Regions from separate parts of the Zea mays genome. Here region 1 is linked to region 2. A link is a contact called in public Hi-C data. All regions are on one chromosome and are shown on one strand. Each heading gives the region's core, a stretch centred on a gene start, on an enhancer-like site or on the middle of the called end of the contact. The rest is flanking DNA. Distances are from core to core; before and after follow the strand shown. Region 1 holds the start of LOC100273549. Region 2 holds the start of LOC100273197.

Region 1 (3,765 bases), core at 88-2,587, 190 kb after region 2:
GTCGTCAGAGCAAAAGGCTGCCTGCCTGACCATCTTTTTTCACCCATCAAAGAAATGCACAGGAATGTAGTAGTAGTAGTATACAGTACCTCTCTGGTACCTGAGGGTGGATTCCTCGGCCTGCCTCATGACGTCGTCGGGGTCGCAGCTGATGAAGAAGGCCATATTGCTCACGCCAGGGCCCGAGCTCTCCCTCACCGCCGCGAGGAACCTCGCCGCCACCTGGACAGGCGTCACCTCGCCGGACCTGTACGCGTCGGAGAAGTCGCGGACGGTCCAGCGCCTGATGCCGCGCGCGTCGGCGGCCAGCGCGGCCTCCAGCCGCGCCGGGAGGCAGCCCACGGCCTCCTGGACCCGCTCCGCCGCCGACAGGTCGGGCTTGGTCAGCCGCACGCTCTGCTCCGGGGTGTCTGGAACAGCAACGACAGTCCGTCAGTGCGCTCGCTCGGTCGGTCAGGCCAGACAGGGACGGCAGAGCAGAGCAGAGCAGAGCACCTTCCCAGCTGTGCGATGCCGTGAACAGCGGCGGCTCCGGGATGTCGGCGTCGGACACCAGCTGCCAACAGTGGGTACAAGTACAATTAGAAGCGGTCAGAGAAGACGCTGAACTATACTGCAGAACACTCTTGTCGCCACAGTGCCGTACGTGCCGTGCCTTCCGCTGATGGCTGCTGCTGCCTTTCAGTTCGTTTCACAGGCAGGCAGGCAGGCAGCGTCTGAACTAGTCAAACTTGGGGCCAAACTTTCAGTTCGTTTGACGGAAGCGTTGGCAGAAAAGAGGTTTGATTCTTGAATTCAGCGGAGTTTTCACGGAAGGGGGATAGAGATGGATGGACTTTGCACCTTGTTGATGAGGTTGTCCTTCTTCAGGATGTAGAGCACGATCTGCCCGACGATGGGCATCTCCAGGATCCACACGAAGATCTTCACCAGGAGCCCGGCGACCCGAGGAGCTGGAGGTCGAGCGAGGACAAGGGGGGGGATAAAAAATTCTCAGTTCTCTTCTACTCCAAGCACTGAACTGAACTGAACTGGGTTCAGATCAGCAGAATTACAGATTCTCTTCTACTACTAATAGAACGACTGAGTTGAGGACACCGAGAATTCTCCAGGATGAGCGGGCAGCAGACCTTTGACATTGGGGCTGATGTAGAGCTCGTCGCTGCCTGGGCCGAGGTCCACGTCGGCGGCCGGCTTGTACACCTTGGCCGGCGAGCTGAACAGGCCCATCTGCGGCGGCGGCGGCGGGAACGGCAGACCGACACACAGAGAGAGACAGACGGGAGGAGGAGACGTACTCGCAGAGGGTGGTGGACAGACGACAGGGACTACTCCCGCTTGGCCGGATGCTGTGCGATCAGGCCGAGGGCTGGTTTTATACGCCGGTAATGGCGAGGAAAGAACAGCGACGACAGGAACGAGGACGGCCGGTTCCTTTTTCTTGGTGAGGAGTTAACCGGAGGGTGGGGATCGGAGGACAGAAGGGTAGAAGACGATGGGGAATTGCGAGAGGATGTAGATACAGAAGACAAGACAAGGCTGTGGCTTGTGGACATTCTTGTTGCGATTTTGGCGGGGGAGGGCGACGGCGGTTGCTGTGTCTTCCGACACAGGGTTTGTTCTCTTTCTTTACTTTACCAAGGCCTCGTCATCAAGTTCTGTTTTGCACGCCGATGAAAACGAAGACGACCACCTTGCGTGCAATAACAATTTTCTTTTGTTTTCTTTAAAAAGTTACAGGGTGTCGGTATCAATCAATACTTTACTTCTAATACCGAAGTTATCGACCAAGTGTGTCTGTCGTTAGTTTGGTAACCCTATTTTACTAACGAGCGTTTGGATTCCTTTATTTAAGAAAGATTGGAATTCATTTAATAAAGTAACATATTTAGCTACAAAATCATGGGATGACATGATTGGATCAGATTAAAAAAAAGTGTAGTACTTTACTACATTAGCCTCAAGGTTGGCTGCAATTAGGTCAAATTAAAAAAAAAAACGTACCACATTAGCCTAGCTCAAGGATGTAACTGGATCGGAACTGATTTATGGATTTGGTTAAATGTGTACACAATGTTGACTTAAAGACAATTCTACAAAACTAATTTATATTGTCCAGGTATGTAGCGTCGTCGCCGGCTTCGATTGGTTAGTCACTCTCACTCATGCGCCGATTTTTTATTTTTATTTTTTTACATCCCCAAGGTCGGCACTACCTCGGTCCAGGTAATATTCTAGTTCTGTTTCTCCTCAACTAAACTTAGGCCCCGTCCATTTGTTGTTACGGATTGATCGATGGGCTGCAACGGTTCCTTTTTAGAGAATGGATACCCGTCCAGCTTCACCTCATTTGGAGGATTAGTCAACACACTAAAAGTTTTTACATGTAGTGGTCACACAACTAGCCACACATACATATATGGAGGAACTCATTCTTTAGTTTGTACGTATAAATTTGACGATATGAAATAGTAATTATACTCATAGTTTTCACATATTACATCAATATAACACCAAATGAACACAGCTTATCACTCATCAATTCGCACGCATGTTCATTAGTTTAATCCACAATCATAGTCACATAGACCAATTTAACACACAGACACGATTCATCAATCATCAGTTTAACTCATGGCATCACTTTAACTCATAGGTAATATGCACCACACGTACATATAACATGTATCAATCGGTGTGTAAATGATATGCATACCGGGGGACAATAGATTTGTGTTCGGTGGGGTACGCTAAGGAGCTATGGCACAGGGGGGGGGGGTCATACTGGTTCAGGCCGTGGCCCAGTCCAATATAGTGCTGATGGAAGTATATTGCTTAGGAGTATTTTGTCCAGTCTTTTTTATAGGTCAAGAGTGGCATTTACAGTCGGGACTTGTGTTCTACTCGAGGGGGTCATTCGTTTGTTGCCCCTGGGTTGCTCCCCTGTCCTCCTCCTGGTGTCATCAGAGCTTGCGACAAAATTAAATCGAGCTGAGCCGAGTTGAGTCTGAGTCGAGCTAATCACGAGTCGAACCAACTCACGGATATTTTGTCCAGCCCACGACCCCGACGATGTGTGCGTGGTGCAAAGATAGATGTAGAGATGTAACGGGCTGTAACCACGTCCCAGTCCCACCCACCAAACTCATTCCAACTCGTCACTCCACAGAAAAAAAAATGAAGTGCGTGGTGCACACTCATGCCAGTACGTATACTACGTACCCTTCTCACGTCACCCTGTACACGAACCAACCAACGATCGCCAATAAATGCCGCCGGGGTTTTCCATGCACCAACGAAGAAGATCGATCACGGGCACGCAAAAGAAAAGAGGAGTACAAAAGTATTCTAGAAGCCGAATAATTAAACTACTAGGACTATGCATGAGAAGAAGAAGAAGAAAAAAAAATGATGGGAGGAAGAAGATCCAATCCGATCAACTAGATGTTCCAGCCATTGATTTGGCTTTGTATGTATGCGCGCCATTTATTTCTCCTCCTCCTCCGTATCCATCCATCACTTGCGAGATGGTTAACCCAAAACCGCGAGCCTAGTAGTGGTAGTAGTCCGTAGGCATTAACTCCGCTCCCATGATTAAACCCCTGCGCTGCGCTCACCCGAAACGGAGGCTAATTATGTGCTTGTGGTGCTGGACTTCTCTCTCGTTTTTTTAATCTCTTTCTCTCCCTGCTGTGCCTTTAGCTGCAGTATGCAATTGATCTGGCTTTGCTATTCATTGCAAGCGGATCCAGGGCGCGCGAAGCG
Region 2 (3,770 bases), core at 175-2,674:
TTTGACTTTTTATTACAAGTTTGACTAACTCGTCTTGTTAAAAAATTATGGAAAAAAATCAAAAATTTCGTTGTGATTTGTCATATATATACTTTACATATGACTTAAATTTTTTCATCTTTTCATGAATTTTTCTAATAAGACGAGTGATCAAAGTTGGGGTTGAAAAAGTCTAACGAATTATATTTTGCAACGGAGAGAGTATATGCGAAGAAGATAGAACAAGAGCGTCTCCGAAATTCCATAAAACATTTAGCATAAACCTAATCTTGCCAACCGGCCAGAGAGCCAGGAGCAGAATATTTGATGTGGACCAACCATTACCAATTTGTTGTTCCTAAAATATTGAATTCTATTTTTTTGGGTTCCTAAATTTTTGAATTTGTGGTTTAGCGATTGAATCAGCTTGATTTGTGTGTTCACTAAGCAGCTCTATTCAATATTCAGAGCGCGTGCGAGTGGCGCAAACCAGGCAACCGAGCGCAGCCGGATTGAATTTAGGGATGGATACTTAAACATCTCAATTATAGAATAAAATTAATATTTAATATATATATATATATATATAAAATAAATAATTTGATGCTAATATTTAGTTATGTAAATATGAATAATTTTTGTACTTTTTTGCATTATTTTCTCTGCAATGAAAAAGGTGAAAAAACGTATGAATCTGAACATGTATTTGAACTTTTATTTTATACTAGTATATACCTCTTGCTAATGCTATGATTTTAGGGAGGATAAAGGTCGATGGCGACGGTAACAACTACGACATGAAGGAGAGGCTGACAGTGGCAACAGAGGCAGGAGGGGCAGCGGGTTCATGGAGAGATAAGATAATAGATGGTTCAAATAATATTATCTATTTAATTGAAATAAGGAAGACAAAGTTATTCAGTGATCCGAATTGTTGATTTTATGATATATTAAGTGTAGATATAATTTATTTGGTTGATTTAGTAAAGGTTATGTTGTGAGGGTGATTTTTTGGATTAATTTTGCAAAGTTAAACTAATGGATTATATAATTGTATAGAGGAATTGTAATAAGCTTAATGATAAAAATAAAAACACACAGATTCTATATTTTATTTATTTGTAATAAAAAATAATATCCGTATAAGTATTTAGATCCATCTATCTAGGGATCCCATCTATCTATCTATAGTTATAAGACGGATAGCAAACCCAATACAGAGAATGCATCGGAATGGAGCGTTTAACAATCGACTGATACAGAGGGAAACGTGGAATTTAATCCATATTCATCATATTTTGTGTCAATACCGTTTAAATTTTGTAATTTTGCAGAAGAAAAATACAAGTCAGGGCACGCGTTCTCGCCTCCGACAAAGCTCGCCGGAGTTCGTGAAAACAATTTGCTGTTTCCGTGACCCTCTATGCAACCCAAAACAACATGGAGAAAAAAAACTAACTGAGCATGACTCGTCATCTTTTCCAACTCTCTTTCTTCCCCTTGTTCTGCTGACGCGCCGGTCCGTTGGTCGCCTCCTATCTGCTCGCTCGCCCGGTCCGGCCTCCGTCCATGGCGATGGCGGATGATGAGGACAAAGGAGAGGTTCGGATCCATTAATATCTCTATTTTTCGTTGGGTGGTTGGGAAGATAAACTCGCATCCTGTAATATTGCTCGGGAGCCTGCTAAAGATAGCATTCTTCTTGTCAAGTTGCGCAGCCGCCTGGATTGGACCCAAGAACCCGGCGACCCGTGGCGACCGGCGACATGGCCGGCGGTGGCGGAGAGGAGGAGTGGGAGGGCCCCCCCGGCTACGTGCTCTCGCTCCCGGCGGTGGCGCCGCTCCTGCCCGTCGCCGTCTCCTGCCTCGACGCCACCGTCCGGCGCAAGAGGCGCAGCCGTCCCCGCCTCCGTGCCCAGCCGTCGGGCTGGTGGGCCTTCAAGCTCCCCGTCCCCGCGCCGGAGGAGGCAAAGGGGCCGGTTCTCCCAGCGTCGGTGGTTAATAATCCGTCTGAGGAGGCTCGTCCACAGAGCCTGTGCGTGCGCCAGGCGCCGTCGCCAGACCCATACACCCCCGCGGCGGCAGAGGAGAGGCCGGTTAAGAGTGTGAGGATGTGCCTGCAGTGCGGCGCGGTGGTGACGCCGCAGTGGAGGTCGGGGCCGATGGGGCAGGGCACGCTCTGCAACGCCTGCGGGGTCCGGCTGAAGGTGGCCGGGGCACTGCGGGGGCAGGTGCGGCACCGCCCCGCGCCGAGGACGGCCGCCCGACCGCCCCCGGACAGCCCGGCCTCGGAGTCGTCGCCTGACAGCCCGATCTGGGAGCCCGGGTCAGTTCCCGACGTTTACCTGGTGAGGAAGATGCCTCTGAAGCAGGGGAGACCTCCGCCACCGTCGCCGATGCCCGCGCCGCCGCCGCCAGCGCCAGCGGTGTACCTCGTCAAGAAGAAGAGGAAGAAGACGCCGGCTTCGGTGGCCTCGGCGAAGAAGCCGTGGCGGCCCCCGAAGTCCGCGAAGCAGTGCCTGCACTGCGGGTCGTCGTCGACGCCACAGTGGCGGGAAGGCCCGCTGGGGCGTAGCACGCTGTGCAACGCGTGCGGCGTGCGGTACAGGCAGGGGCGGCTGCTGCCGGAGTACCGGCCGCTGGCGAGCCCCACCTTCGAGCCGTCGGAGCACGCCAACAGGCACAGCCAGGTGCTGCAGCTTCACCGGCAGCGGAGGAGCGGGAGCCAGAGCCACCACCACCAGCAGCAGCACCCTCTGCCCGTGGAGAAGCACCCTCCGCGACCCACAGCCGCGCTCCAGTTTCCCCAGCGGTGGCACGTGAAGGAGGAGTACCCGCCGACGCCGCCCCACCAGCCTCTACCGCACCCGGTGGTGGCCGGCAGCCTCGCCGCCGGCGAGCTGCGCGTTGGGGGCATGGTCGACGCGGCGGCAGATGCGGACGCCGATGCAGGACACGGCGGCGGCAACGGCAATGGCCTGAGCAACGCGCCGAGCTCTCTGGACTCGCTCCTGCTGGAGGGCCCGTCGGCGCCGCTGCTTGTCGACGACGACGATCCCTTGATCGATTAGCTAGCCACTAGCCAGAGCCTACTAGGGGCAATCCGGCTTCCAGCCTAGCCGATTTGAGAGAATAGTAATCTTCTTGGACCTTCTCTTTCCTGTCTCGGCAACTTCATCGTCTTTGGTTGTGCGTATCTCTGTTCATCTTTCGGCAAAGTTTTTCGTGTAACTTCATCATCGTCAAATGGCAGAATTTGTACCAATGCTTAGGTGCTGTCGTAACAGAGATGATAATGGATGGATAATGGCATAATGGCATAATGGCACTGGCATGATCGACCTGCAACTGTGCCAATCACGAACTGTACTCCTGTCTAGTCCATGTAAAGCTGAACTGTCTGTGAGAGCCAGATAGGGCAAGATGAACTGCAGGTGTTGTACTCGATATTCCTCAGTACCAAACTCCCAACTGCCTATTCTCGTAGGGATGCTGGTGAGGTCACCTTGCCGACCTGAGGAATCTTTGCGAATTGCCATGTTCCATTGAATTGGGAATCTGCCTCCTCCCTCTTTTGAGCTCCAGCCACCTCCTGCCATATATACATGCCTAGGCTACACCACAACCACACTTTCTATGCTGAGAGCAATCTATGTTTGATCGACAAATTCTCGTGCACCTTTAGACTCATCTGCATTCTTTCCATGAGTCGTCACCAAATGTTTCTTCACGATTTGTTTGAGCTCTTAATTAATTTTAGTTTAAAATTGAATAGAAATAGAGTTCGATCC

The links. Hi-C and Micro-C count contacts between places; a contact is called where the count stands out from the background.
Region 1: a Hi-C map of ear shows a contact between it and region 2, with 3 times the contacts expected there. The contact joins the promoter of LOC100273549 here to the promoter of LOC100273197 in region 2. A contact is called at or near these places in 6 of 25 Hi-C or Micro-C datasets (bundle sheath, ear, leaf and 3 more).

What each region holds. Positions count from the first base shown.
Region 1 is chr10:9,416,912-9,420,676 of Zm-B73-REFERENCE-NAM-5.0, forward strand. LOC100273549 reads right to left here and starts at 1,338. Exons shown (of 15, transcript NM_001347205.1): 1 at 1,131-1,338; 2 at 844-953; 3 at 496-556; 4 at 90-410. The coding sequence starts at 1,230.
Region 2 is chr10:9,231,763-9,235,532 of Zm-B73-REFERENCE-NAM-5.0, forward strand. It overlaps LOC100273197, which reads left to right and starts at 1,425. Exons shown (of 2, transcript NM_001147641.1): 1 at 1,425-1,581; 2 at 1,698-3,249. The coding sequence starts at 1,549. The coding sequence ends at 3,050.